2 separate regions of the Sus scrofa genome follow, and region 1 is linked to region 2. A link is a contact called in public Hi-C data. All regions are on one chromosome and are shown on one strand. The core of a region is the stretch at or near the end of the contact, and the rest is flanking DNA. Distances in the headings are between cores, read along the strand shown. Region 1 has its middle 45 kb from the start of RAPH1. Region 2 holds the start of LOC110256919.

Region 1 (5,714 bases), core at 635-3,134, 45 kb after region 2:
GCACTGAAGTGGGGCATGTCTGGAGTAGGTGATGGAAAATAGCAGAAAAGATTCCACTTCAAAGGGCTTAGCATGTGAAACCACTTGAGTCATTGATTTTTCCCTATCTTAGAGCACTGATTTCTCTTTACTTGTGTGCTTCCTTTTGGATCCCAGGCTTTTTTCTTTAATGGTGCTTTGAGTGTTGCAGACTAAGCAATAGGACTATGGTTACACAATTAACTGGCAAACCTCCCTTTTGCTCTCTTTAGTAGGATGAAGAGATGAGCTGATGATTATGGAAATAACAGTCAGATTGCAAACAACATCTATCATTTTTGTATTGCCATCTACCTACATACCCTATTTGCATACATGCTCCCGTTTGACCTCTAGTCATTTCTGCTGGGGATAAACAAAGATCTTTTGGATGCGAATAAAGGGAGAGAGGGAATATATGATTTGTTTATTGACCATTTTCAGCACCATCGTATCTCTATTTTTGAAAAGTTATCTTCTCTGGTTAAATGGAATGTACGTAGATAGGCCATATTTCTGTATCATTATTTTTAAAAAGCTGATGCGTTCATAGAGATTGGGTAATTGGATATAATCCCTGACATCTAAGAGAGTAAAACATCCCATATTGCTACCCTTTGTAAAAGAGTAAACAATAGAAACAGCATTGAAATAAAATTAGGTAATATTTTTATTTATTGAAATTAATACTGAAAGTGGAAAAAACATATCCAACCGTGTATGGGGTTGGAGTAAGGTAATTTGACCTTATTCCTAAAGAATCTTCCCCCCTTTCAATTTCACAATTCTTCTACAAAACCTGTTATAGTTTATGGATAAAAGTTAGATGAGTATAGAGGTAAAGAAAGGATATTCAAGAGGATTGGGTTTAACGGGGTGCATGTGAGAAGGAAAACCATTCGTTTGTGCATTCTTTCCTTCATTCAACATTTATTGATATCCCTTTACACCAGGTGTCATGCTGGGCCTGGGATACAGTTGCTCTGGTGAAGGACATAATATTCCTTTAAGAGGTAAATTTCTCCTGAAAGCCTTGAAACGACTTGGTGTTCGAGAAGAGTTTGCTGGCAATCAGTGGCAACAGGAGTGGAGGAGGAAGGGAAGGTTGACAGTGAAATTCCTGAACAACACGAGGCTGCCACAACCAACTTCTTTTCTTTCCATTAGGAATCTCGTTGAACCTTAGAAAAAAGTCTGGTTCCAGAAGGAGGAGACTTGGAGAACCCCCCAGACAGAGTTTTGAGTTGAGCCTCTGCTGGGCTTCAGTAAGTGGTTGAGGAACTGGGCTCTGGTTATTTTGCACCAAAGAGACTTCACAATAGGGTTGAAGATGGAAAGTCAAGAGCAGCTGCTAATTAGTAGCTATAAGAAAATTTAAGAATGAATTGTTATCCTTTTTTATCATATTCCTTTAGTGAGCATCTTTGTGTTTTCACAAAATCAAAATATGTCAGGGCTGGAGGGTCATGTTTCAACGGGTGTGTTGATTTAATTCCTACTCAGGAAAGAAAATTGCCACTTGGATCATCAACCCCGGTTTCTGTGGAATTAGATTTTTTTCCCCTCTCTCCGGGAGCTCTTACATAAGAATTGTCCGTAGTTAAATGAGGGGTGACAAGGTCATAGCCCAGAAGGAACATTGTGTCTCTGGGCTATCAAAACACTGATCGTCTGGCTTGCCATTTAGCAAGGATTCCCTGGAAAATCTTTGGCTTCTAATGAACAATAGAAATATGTGAATGGGAAGACTAGATTTGGAAAGCCGTCTATATGAGATGAAAGAGCACTGATGACAGAACACAGATGTGTACCCTGTGAGTTGGCAGAAGTGTGATTACACTGACTCTGTTGACAGTTGACAGAGTCTAGGACATAATGTCTTTGAGCAACTGCTGTGAAGTTGGGTTTTTTTGCTCCTCCTCCTGGGACAGGGAGGGATTTTGGTGGTAGCGATGGCCTATTCCATACTGATAAGAAAGACATGGCCTCTCTAGAGTTCACGACTTTGGCTAGCTCCCTCTTTGGCTGCTGAAGGAAGCTGGAATGGCTGGTCCTACTGGCAGTTATCTGAGCCAGTCTGCACAGGTCTCTAATGGCTGTGTGAGGTTCCACAGGCAAGAAGGAACCAGAAATACTGGTTTCTACCCACTCTTGGAGTCCTAAGGACTGGTGTGACTAACTGACTATAATAGCAGCTTCAAATCCGTTCTGGGAAGAGTCAGGGTTTGTAAATAAATAGAAAACAAATACGACTGACTCAAACTGAAATTTGTGCCTTGGTTTGATGTGGTGGATGTATTCAAACTGGCCTAAGAGAGAAAACTGGAGTCTATAAATGCAATCACTCTTTAACAATGTCTCAAGGAATCAGCTACAGTGTTGAAAACTTGTAATAAACACCTGATTAATAGAATGATTATTATAGTGCTCTGCAAATGAGAATATGAATTGATAGTGAATGGAGAAGAGTATTAGCCATTTTAATAAAATAAGAACATGCTAATAATAGTAATTAGAGTATTAAATACTCATTGCATGTTTCCAAATTCTGTTTTCAATTGTAAATAATCTAACATTAATTATGTTATTTCTTCTTCATCTTTTCCTCTGCTCAAAACTGAAAATTCTTCTCTAGAAGAGCCAAGCCTCTCTACAATGAATCTCCTTTACTTTAAAAGAGAATAGAAGCAGCAAGAGCTGAATAAAATACATTTTTTTTACATTTCAAACAATCTTCATTTAAAAGATGTACAAAAGTGTATGCATTTGTGGGTTGTCATATTTACCTTTTTTTTTTTTTTTTTGAATTATAAACTCATTGACAGCCCTGGGGCCTGGAGTTGGTGCTGTTTATTTCCCAGGCTGATACAGCAGAGGTTGTAGTTCCATGCATGGCACTTTGATTCGTGGGATTAGAAATATAAAAGCTGATCTGCGGGGGGAAGGAGAGTTTTCAGGAGGCACGTGCAGCTGCTGTAGGAGCACGACTGCACACTGGCCAATCTGACAGTGGCACTGATGTCCCCTCTCAGGTTTTCATGTGGAGGCAAAGAGAAACAGATGCTGCTGTAAGGCACACCCCTCATTCTACTGCACACATAGAAGGGAAAAGCCAGAGGTTCTGATGTCATTGTGCTCCCAGAGGCTTTTTTTTCCTGGATCATTAGTTGCCAAGATCTGGGGTAATCGCGAATTAACCCCTGGAAGGCACCAGATACCTACTTTATTTTGAACATAAGTAAATAAGCCCTTCTTAAAGATTCCTACTCCCCCCACCCGTCTTCTTTTTATGGTGTAGGAACATGCAGATTTCAGTGAGTGGTTTTTCTCTTTGTGTCCTGTCGCGATAGTCTTTTCCATTTCTAGAAGAGACTCCCGTATAAATAAAAATCAAACATTGTTTTGCTATTCCCAATGTCTTTAATACCATCTATTATTTTAATTGGCCTAGTCACTTCAGAATTAAAACAGTAAATGTTCAGTGAAGCTTGCATAAGGGATGCCTGACCCTTGGGAACCTAGAAAAAAGACAAATTCAAATCCATGTAGATTTATCCAAATCACTCATATACTAGCCTAGGTCAGATGCCTTACATTTAACCTCATCCAGTGTTTCATAAAGCTGCCAATTCACCTGCATGTCATCCAGATGTCTTATTTTGGTCTACCAAGGTTCAGACTTGGGTCTGTAAATACTCGCTAATATTTTCTTTAAAACTTTAGCAGATGTTACTGGTAGTCAAAGGACGTCAGCCATAACAGGATGGTCCTTATTACTAACTAGACAACTGGAGTCATCCAGCAGCAGAAGCCAGTGACTGGGAAGTAACTCACCTAAGGCCCTTTCCCTGGTCTTGCCAGTGGCAGGCCAGAGGAACACAGGCAGACTGGGAATTTCCTCTGGGTGGTGTCACAGAAAACCTGGGAGGATTTGCAAGCTGTGGCAGGAGGTGCTGGTTAAGTGGAGATATTAAATGGAGTCACTGTTTAAGTAATTGCGATAAGAACGTGCTTTTAGAGAACAATCAAATCTTTACAGCTTCCAATAGGACATTTGATCTGCTTCCCCATTTCTCTGTTCCCCATTTGAAGAGGGGGCTGGATCTCTGGTTGGTAAGGCCTCCTCCCTGAATTTCAGAAGCGCCAAAATAACAAGCAGTGTCGGGCTGGGTGATTTTCCACGTTTGCCCTGTTTAAAGGAAGAAGCTTGTCCTACCGTAAACAGTCATGGGAACTGTTTGCTTTGGATGGGCTTGGTCCACAAGGGCGGAGCAGGGCCTTCTTACTCTGGTTCCTTGCCAAGATGGAAATCTGGTGCCAAGGGCTTCCTAGTCTTGCTGAGGCATTCTCTAATTTGAATAAGTTCGGTCTGAAGTAAGTGTGTTGGGGAGCCTGGGGACAGTAATAGTGGCTTGAAATAAAAATAGTCACTTAAAATAGCAGCTTGTGCTAACCTAGCGTGGAACAGAATTCATGGTCATATCTTGGATGGATTATTTCCTGGATCTGTTTGTGCTCCGCCAACGATTAGCGAAGGCTCTATCCTGAGACTGTACTGTCCATCTATGGAAGTCTTTGGGATGTTTCTACTCTCTTACCTCTATTAAACCTAGAGGATAAGCATTCTGGGTGATTCAGCATAGTCAGGAGCAAATATGCAGTCCATAGTCTCCAAATGGGTATTCAAAGGTGAGGTGGGTGGGGTGGCTGCTAGAAGCCAGTTTTCCATTCCAGTCATTCCATTACTCACTCTATTCAGAGTGGATGATCTGTAGAGCTGTGGTTCTAAGTACTGCCTTGAGTTTGAACCCTGCCTTTACCAATTATTTGCCATGTGCCCTTCCACAAATTGCCTGAGTTCGCCATGCCTCTTTGCCACTGTAAAGTGGGGATTGTCATGAGGTCTCAGTAAATGAATGTAGATGAAGTACTTGGAATAAAACCCAGCACCAAACAAGCACTCAATAAACATTAGCTACTTTTGCTTTTTCCTCTTGAAACGAGTGATGCCTACTGACCTCTGACTCATGGTCTAGCTTGATGGTTCTGGCTGGAGAGGGAAATAAAGGAGAGAGAATAGTGTGTGAATGTGCCTTCTGTCTTCTTTAATGCCTGTGTTTACCCACATCTGTGCACAAAAGCAGAATCAGGCCCACTGAATGCTCAAACATGTATGAAGGTTTCTTTCAGAAATGGTCTTTCTGGCTTTTATGCTATCAGATAGATCAGTTGTGTTTTGAATGAGTCTGTCCTTCCCATGGCTGAATTCAAGCTGTGCTTACTCCAGCTTACTTTACAGTGGTTATGGTGTGCCATTCCTGTAAGATTTTTGACAATGATCTATGGGAACAGTCATTTCTGCACACAAATCATGGTTGACCAAATCCATATATTCTCTCAGATGAGGAGCGCAGAACCTCTAAAATACCACATAGCAAGGGGTGAGCGGGACATTTCCAAGCAACAGATTATTGTACAACAATTTCCTGTGCCCCAGCCTCCTCTGACCTCAGCTGCTTTTTTAAGCGACTGACCCACAGCTCCTGTTATGAGCCACATCCCCACACCTCCCCCACGAAGCTCCATCAGCCACTCCCTGGCTTGGATCCTGGCTTCCTTTTGTCACACAGAAGATCACGTTGATTGAACTTGGTGTCCCCTTGTTACTCCCTTTGTCAAGGGCCCTGCAGTCCCTG
Region 2 (5,715 bases), core at 1,720-4,219:
TGATATCACTAATCATTAGAAAAATGCAAATCAAAACCACAAAGAGATAGGACTTCACAGTCACTAGGCTGTGGCTATCAACAAAAACACAAATGTGCTGAGGTGAGGATGGAGAAACTGGAACCCTTGTGCTGGTAGGAATGTAAAACACTACCGCTGCTATAGAAAACAGCATGGCAGTTCCTCAAAAATCTAACACAGAATTACTGTATGATCCAGCAATTCCACTTCTGGGTATATACCCAAAAGAAGTGAAAGCAGGGAATTGATCCGGAGCAGTTACAACACCAAAAGGTGGAAACAACCAAATGTCCATCTACAGATAAATAAACAAAATGTGGTATATACACACAATGGAATATTACTCAGCCTTTAAAAGGCATGGATGACCTCTGAAGACACTATGCTAAGCGAAATAATCCAGATACAAAACAAAAACAAACACTGAATAATCTCATTTATATGAAGTATCTAGAGTAGTCAAAATCATAAAGTAGAAAAGTGTTTTTCCAGGGGCCGGGTGGAAAGAGATGGTAGAGTTTCAGTTTAGTACGACAAAAAAGTTCTAGATGGTTGCACAACTATGTGAATGTCTTAATACCACTTAACTGCACACTTAAAAGTGGTTAAAATGGTAAATTTTATGCTGTATATTTTACCACAATAAAAAAAAAATCTCATGTGCTATTGATTTTATTACAGTGACAATTAGGAATGTAGTAAAGAACACAAACTTAAGAGTTATGCTGCCTGCTTTCAAACCCAGGTCTGCCCCTCTATAGCTCTGTAGTCTGTGCCTGTTTTCTCAGATATTAAGAAAACCTATATCATAGGACAACAGCAAGGATGAAGTAGATTAACACATGTAAAGCACTTAAAACAGTGCATGTCATATAGTAGTTGCTTTTATTATGGGTTTAAAACATTTTAATAACATTTAAGGCAAACATCTGCAGAATCTATGAAGGTCCTCAAAACTCAGTAAAACACAGATAGAAAACCAGTGATTTAACTGAAATTTCTCACTTTATAGGTAAAAGAATTTAGAGTCCAAAATAAATGACTTGCTTGAAGTCACATTTCTTATTTTGCTAATATTAGTTTCCCTAAAATAAGAGTTTGGGGTTAACAATACTAAGGTTGACATTCAACTACTTCAGAACCAAAGCAAAGCCATGAGATTCTATAAAATCTATTAATCGTGAGAGTCATCCACCATGCTAATCTAATAATTATGCATGGGGCAGGAACCAAAAGGTGGCAAAACCAAAAGAAGACAATGCCTAAAAACACCTCTTCCGAAAATGAAGTGTTAAAATATTTGTGAAAACAAATGTTGATCACGAGTTTGAGACACACCCAATTATGTGCCCACTACTGCACACCTTTCAGCCATTTACTCACTATATTATCTTAATGAGACCTCTGACTCTGAAAGATCAGTGGCATTTTCCACCAAACAGAGCTAATATTTATCACAAGGAAATATCTACAAATAATTCTTTATTAAATTCAAACAGAAGAGAAGAGCAATCCAAATAACACAAAATGTCTCATCCAAAAAAAAAAAAAAAACCCATGTAATTGAGCTTTGTAGAGATTTCTGTACTTACTTGAATAGGCTAGATCTGGTTTCTGGATAATTCACAACACAGAAAGCAAAATAACAGAGGCAATCTCTGAAGGTCAGACTCAACAAGAGCTAAAACGCTTTTGAGCGTCTCTAATTTTGCCCTTCCCCCATTGCTCTTCTCCTCAATTCCTCCCTCAAAGGACAGCACCACCTCTACTAGCAACGTCCTTCCCCTACCCATTTACATCAGCTGAAATCCTACCCATCACTAAAGGTTCCACTTAAATGCCTCAGCTTCCTTGAATTTTCCCTCAGTGCTCCCAATTTAGAATTATTTTATTCCTTCGCCTCTTCACTTCCCTATTTTGCACCTCTACTTCAACATTTTTATTATATAATGCATTGCATTACAACTACCTACATTCACTTCTCTCCCCCCCCTCGCCCCCACCTTCCCTCAAGTAAATCCCAGTAATTAACATTTGTTAAACACACTGGTGCCCTGCCAGGAGCTAGGTATTTTGCATACATTATCTTATTTAATCCATTAGACAAGCATCTCCGGAGGTAAGCAGGTGGTGTTAGTTATTCCCATTTTACTGACAGAGAACCATACTGTTGAGAGTTCAACAGCCCATCCAACATCACACTGGTAGCCAATTCCAGTGCTTAAGGAGCTGCTGATTGCCTTGGCTGTGATGCTACAGTCTTGTTCACTCTGTGTCCTCCATCCTGCCTAACAGATAGGAGGTATTCCCTAAATACTTGCTGAATTTAATATTCCTATGGACTCACTACCACCCTTTCAATACCACGATCACGCCCCACTCCTAGCCGGTTACCTTAACTGTACCTTTACAGCGGACTTTACACACAGAGGCAGCCCTCCACATCTCCAAGGGAAATGGTGCAGACAACACCAACCCGTTTTGGGAGGCGAAGTGAAGAACCTTTCAATTCTCTCAGATTTTCCCAACTGCTCTTCCCACAGATTATGAGATGCACACCAACAAGTCACATTTGATGCAATGCTTATAACCCTTCCCAAAAGCTTTTACTTCACGCTAAGCCACGTCTTCATGCCTACGAGCAATGACTTATGCGGTTTCCAGCTCGCACTGCGGGGACACCCTAAGACGCTACCTGGATAAGAAAACCCCATCTTTCAACCCGTCTTAAAACGAATCCTAATACTATTACACTGCCTTCCTTCTCCTCCCTCCACCCCCCGCATGAATTGCAGTTTGGATTTCCGGCGGGAATGCACACAGACACAGAAAGATGAGATTGGGCTCAAGAGCAATGGAGCGATTACTTACCCTGCTTAATTAGCAAGAAGACATAGAAGGTGCCGCCCCGCCTTTCTAAATCTCTGCACTGAACTCATTTACGAAACATGGGGGGCGCCGAAACCCGGGGAACCCCAGACCCCGAATCACTGGTTTCTGCGGCTGGTCGGGGGAAGAGTCCTTTCCTGCCCACGGTCCCGGGCCACCAGCCCCGGTGCCGGGTCGGAGAAACCCAAGCGCACCCTCCCCAGGCGGCCCTGCATCTCATTGTCTCCCTCCGTGGCGGCCCCCAGGGGCTCAGGGTGCAGCCCAGGGCCCGCCGACGCCCACCCACCAGCCAGCCGCCTGCCGGCCGAGGTCCAACCGGCCCGGGCCCGGGCCCCGGCCCCAGCCGCGACCCCGCCCCAGGCTCAGCAGCCCGCACCGCACCCGGATGGCGGGGCCGGGCGCCGGGAAAATGGAGGCGGGAGCGACGGCAGCGCCTCAGAGCCCCGCGCCCGGCCGGCCCCGAGGGCGAGGCTGAGTACTCACCGCGGCAGCAGCTAAGTCCTCCGGCGGGCTTGACTCCCGGAGCGGCCCCAGGCAGCGTAGCCGCCGCTCGCGCTCGTCCAGCCGCCGCTGCCGCTGCCGCTGCCGCCTCCTCCGCAGGCGCGGCGCTCCCTCTCCCGAGATGCCTCGAGCGCCCGCAGCTCCGCGCCGCGCGCTCCGTGACTGACTGACTGACTGACCCACCGGGCGGCGGCGGCGGCGGGGGCGGGGCCGAGCGCGCGGCGGGAGGGACGGCCGCAGCGCCCAGCGGCGGCGGATCCGAGTGCGGCCGCGTCCGGCCGAGACGCAGAAGGCGGGGTTGCGGGCCGGGCAGCCGACGGGCGGACCGACTCGCGCCCGGCCGCTCGCTCCCCCCGCCCGCCGCCAGCCACTCACTTCCGGTGCAGGCAGCCGAGCCCGCCCCTCCCGGGCACCCGCCGTCCGCGCCCCCGGCCCGCGCCCCCTAGCCCGCCCCGCTCACCCCCCGCCCTAGGCGCCGGGCCGCACCCAGCCGGGGCCGCCCGCGCTCCGCCTTTCCACCGCGCGTCCTTGTGAACCGCCTCCAGGAACCAGTGAATCAGAGAATGAATGAGTGAGGGAGGAAAATTCCGGTGCTGTCCCACCCCTGCTTGCCGTTCCTTGGAAGAAGGCTCAGCGGCCTCTGTCCAAGGGCTTTGGGACTCGCTGAAGCCTTGAGCACGTCCATCAAGGACCTATATGCATGCACCTTCCTGCTGGAGTATTCCAGGACTCCAGCAACCCGTCAGATGTGGTCTTAGGCGCTTAAAGGACCGTTGTCGCTGTAGTCTGTGAGGCCTTTTTTAGGAAATCCCATTTTGGCCAACAGCGCTCTCTGTGATTTCATGCACTATATTGGGAAGCTTCTAGAAATTGGACATTTTCATTATTTTTGATCACTTTTAACTTTGAAATTTGCTTATTTTGAGTTATTGATTTCTGTCATCCTCCCGCCCTTATTGAAATAGTTTAGGAGTAAGGTGTTGCCATTTTTCCTTATCATCGAGCTCTAAACGACTCAGTATTGCTTATTTTAATGCAGGCTTGACCTAGGCTTTTCAATTTTAATTTATATCTTTATTTTGACTTTCTAATGTTGATCAAAGGAAGAAAAAAATGGAATTAAAATCATTTTTTCCTAGTTACATGCAGAGCAGATTTGTTGACAGCATTAAAACAATTGAAAAAAATCTGGAGTGTGACCTAGAATTAGTTGTAGTGAACATTCCGTTTTCATGTCTTCTCATCTGCTTGCTGAGTATCTGTATCTTGAATTTTCACAGATAAAGAATTAACTGTGAGTTTCTGAGATCCTAGCTCCCTTTCTAAGAACCAGTGTTCATTTCTCTGTCCTGGGGCCAAATCTTGGTTTGGTTAAAAACATTCCTACTTTCAGATATTCTTGAGGACTTTGAAGTGGTTTGGTGTCTTGCACAATCTGTTCCAAACTGGTACACAGTCTGTTTCAAACTGGTATTTAGAACCAAACAATACAGTTACTAGTTGCATTTCACACTTGAGCTATCTGTACTTTAGAAACATAACTGTAGTTTTGTATTTTAAGTCTAGAAGGTGCTTAACTATTCTTGTGTGGAATAATGGTATAGGCTTTTTTTTTTTTTTTTTTTTTTTTTGGCTGCGCCTATGGCAGATCGAAGTTCCCAGGCCAGGGACTGAATCCAAGCTGCAGCTGTGGCAACGCTGGACCCTTTAATACACTGTGCCTGGCTGGGGATGGAACCTGTGCCTCCACAGCAACCTGAGCCACTACAGTTGGATTCTTAACCCACTGCACCCCTGTAGGAACCCTAATGTTATGTCTTATAAATGAGGATGATGATGCCAACTAGTTCCTATAGCCTTCTGTTCCTTTCTTGTGGAATTCATCATTCATTACCTCTAATTATAATTATTTCAGTAAGTGATGATCTTTCCTAATGAGGGTAATACAACAGTTTATTTGTCCTTATGTCTTCCATAATGTCTAGCACACTACCTTTCCCAATAAATATTTTAAAATTAATAAATACTGTAAACATTTTGATGAGTGATAATTCGTACAAATATGTCTATAGCTTCTCACCCCATGTCCCCCATGACCAGGTTTGCTGGGATTACACACACCTGAGTGCTCTACCTAATAATACCCTATTGTCATCAAATGCTATAACTAGGCTCTGTGATACTGCCCAGAGAAGTTATTCACTTCATTGTAACCTCCTTTAAAAAATAGACCATTAAGTGCTTTGTAGACAGCTCCTAGCTCTTTTTCCTCTCAGTGCTTAGGTGGGTCAAGGCTAATTTGAA

What was found. Hi-C and Micro-C count contacts between places; a contact is called where the count stands out from the background.
Region 1: a Hi-C map of liver shows a contact between it and region 2, with 3 times the contacts expected there. The contact joins the enhancer-like site here to the promoter of LOC110256919 in region 2. A contact is called at or near these places in 1 of 5 promoter capture datasets (liver), 11 of 47 Hi-C or Micro-C datasets (fibroblasts, heart right ventricle, liver and 3 more) and 1 of 2 datasets of contacts at active chromatin or transcription factors (skeletal muscle).

What each region holds. Positions count from the first base shown.
Region 1 is chr15:107,040,372-107,046,085 of Sscrofa11.1, forward strand. No RefSeq gene overlaps it. Among named protein-coding and RNA genes, the nearest start is that of RAPH1, 45 kb to the left of the region's middle. Within about 2 kb of position 1,885, at least 17 of the 83 cell types and tissues checked have an H3K27ac peak or open chromatin away from gene starts, as enhancers often do. A contact at or near this core is called in liver, retroperitoneal adipose tissue and skeletal muscle, where this site is marked.
Region 2 is chr15:106,994,080-106,999,794 of Sscrofa11.1, forward strand. LOC110256919 reads left to right here and starts at 2,970. Exons shown (of 2, transcript XM_021074734.1): 1 at 2,970-3,569; 2 at 3,652-3,945. The coding sequence starts at 2,970. The coding sequence ends at 3,945. RAPH1 (ras-associated and pleckstrin homology domains-containing protein 1) reads right to left here and starts at 3,716. Exons shown (of 15, transcript XM_021075323.1): 1 at 3,394-3,716.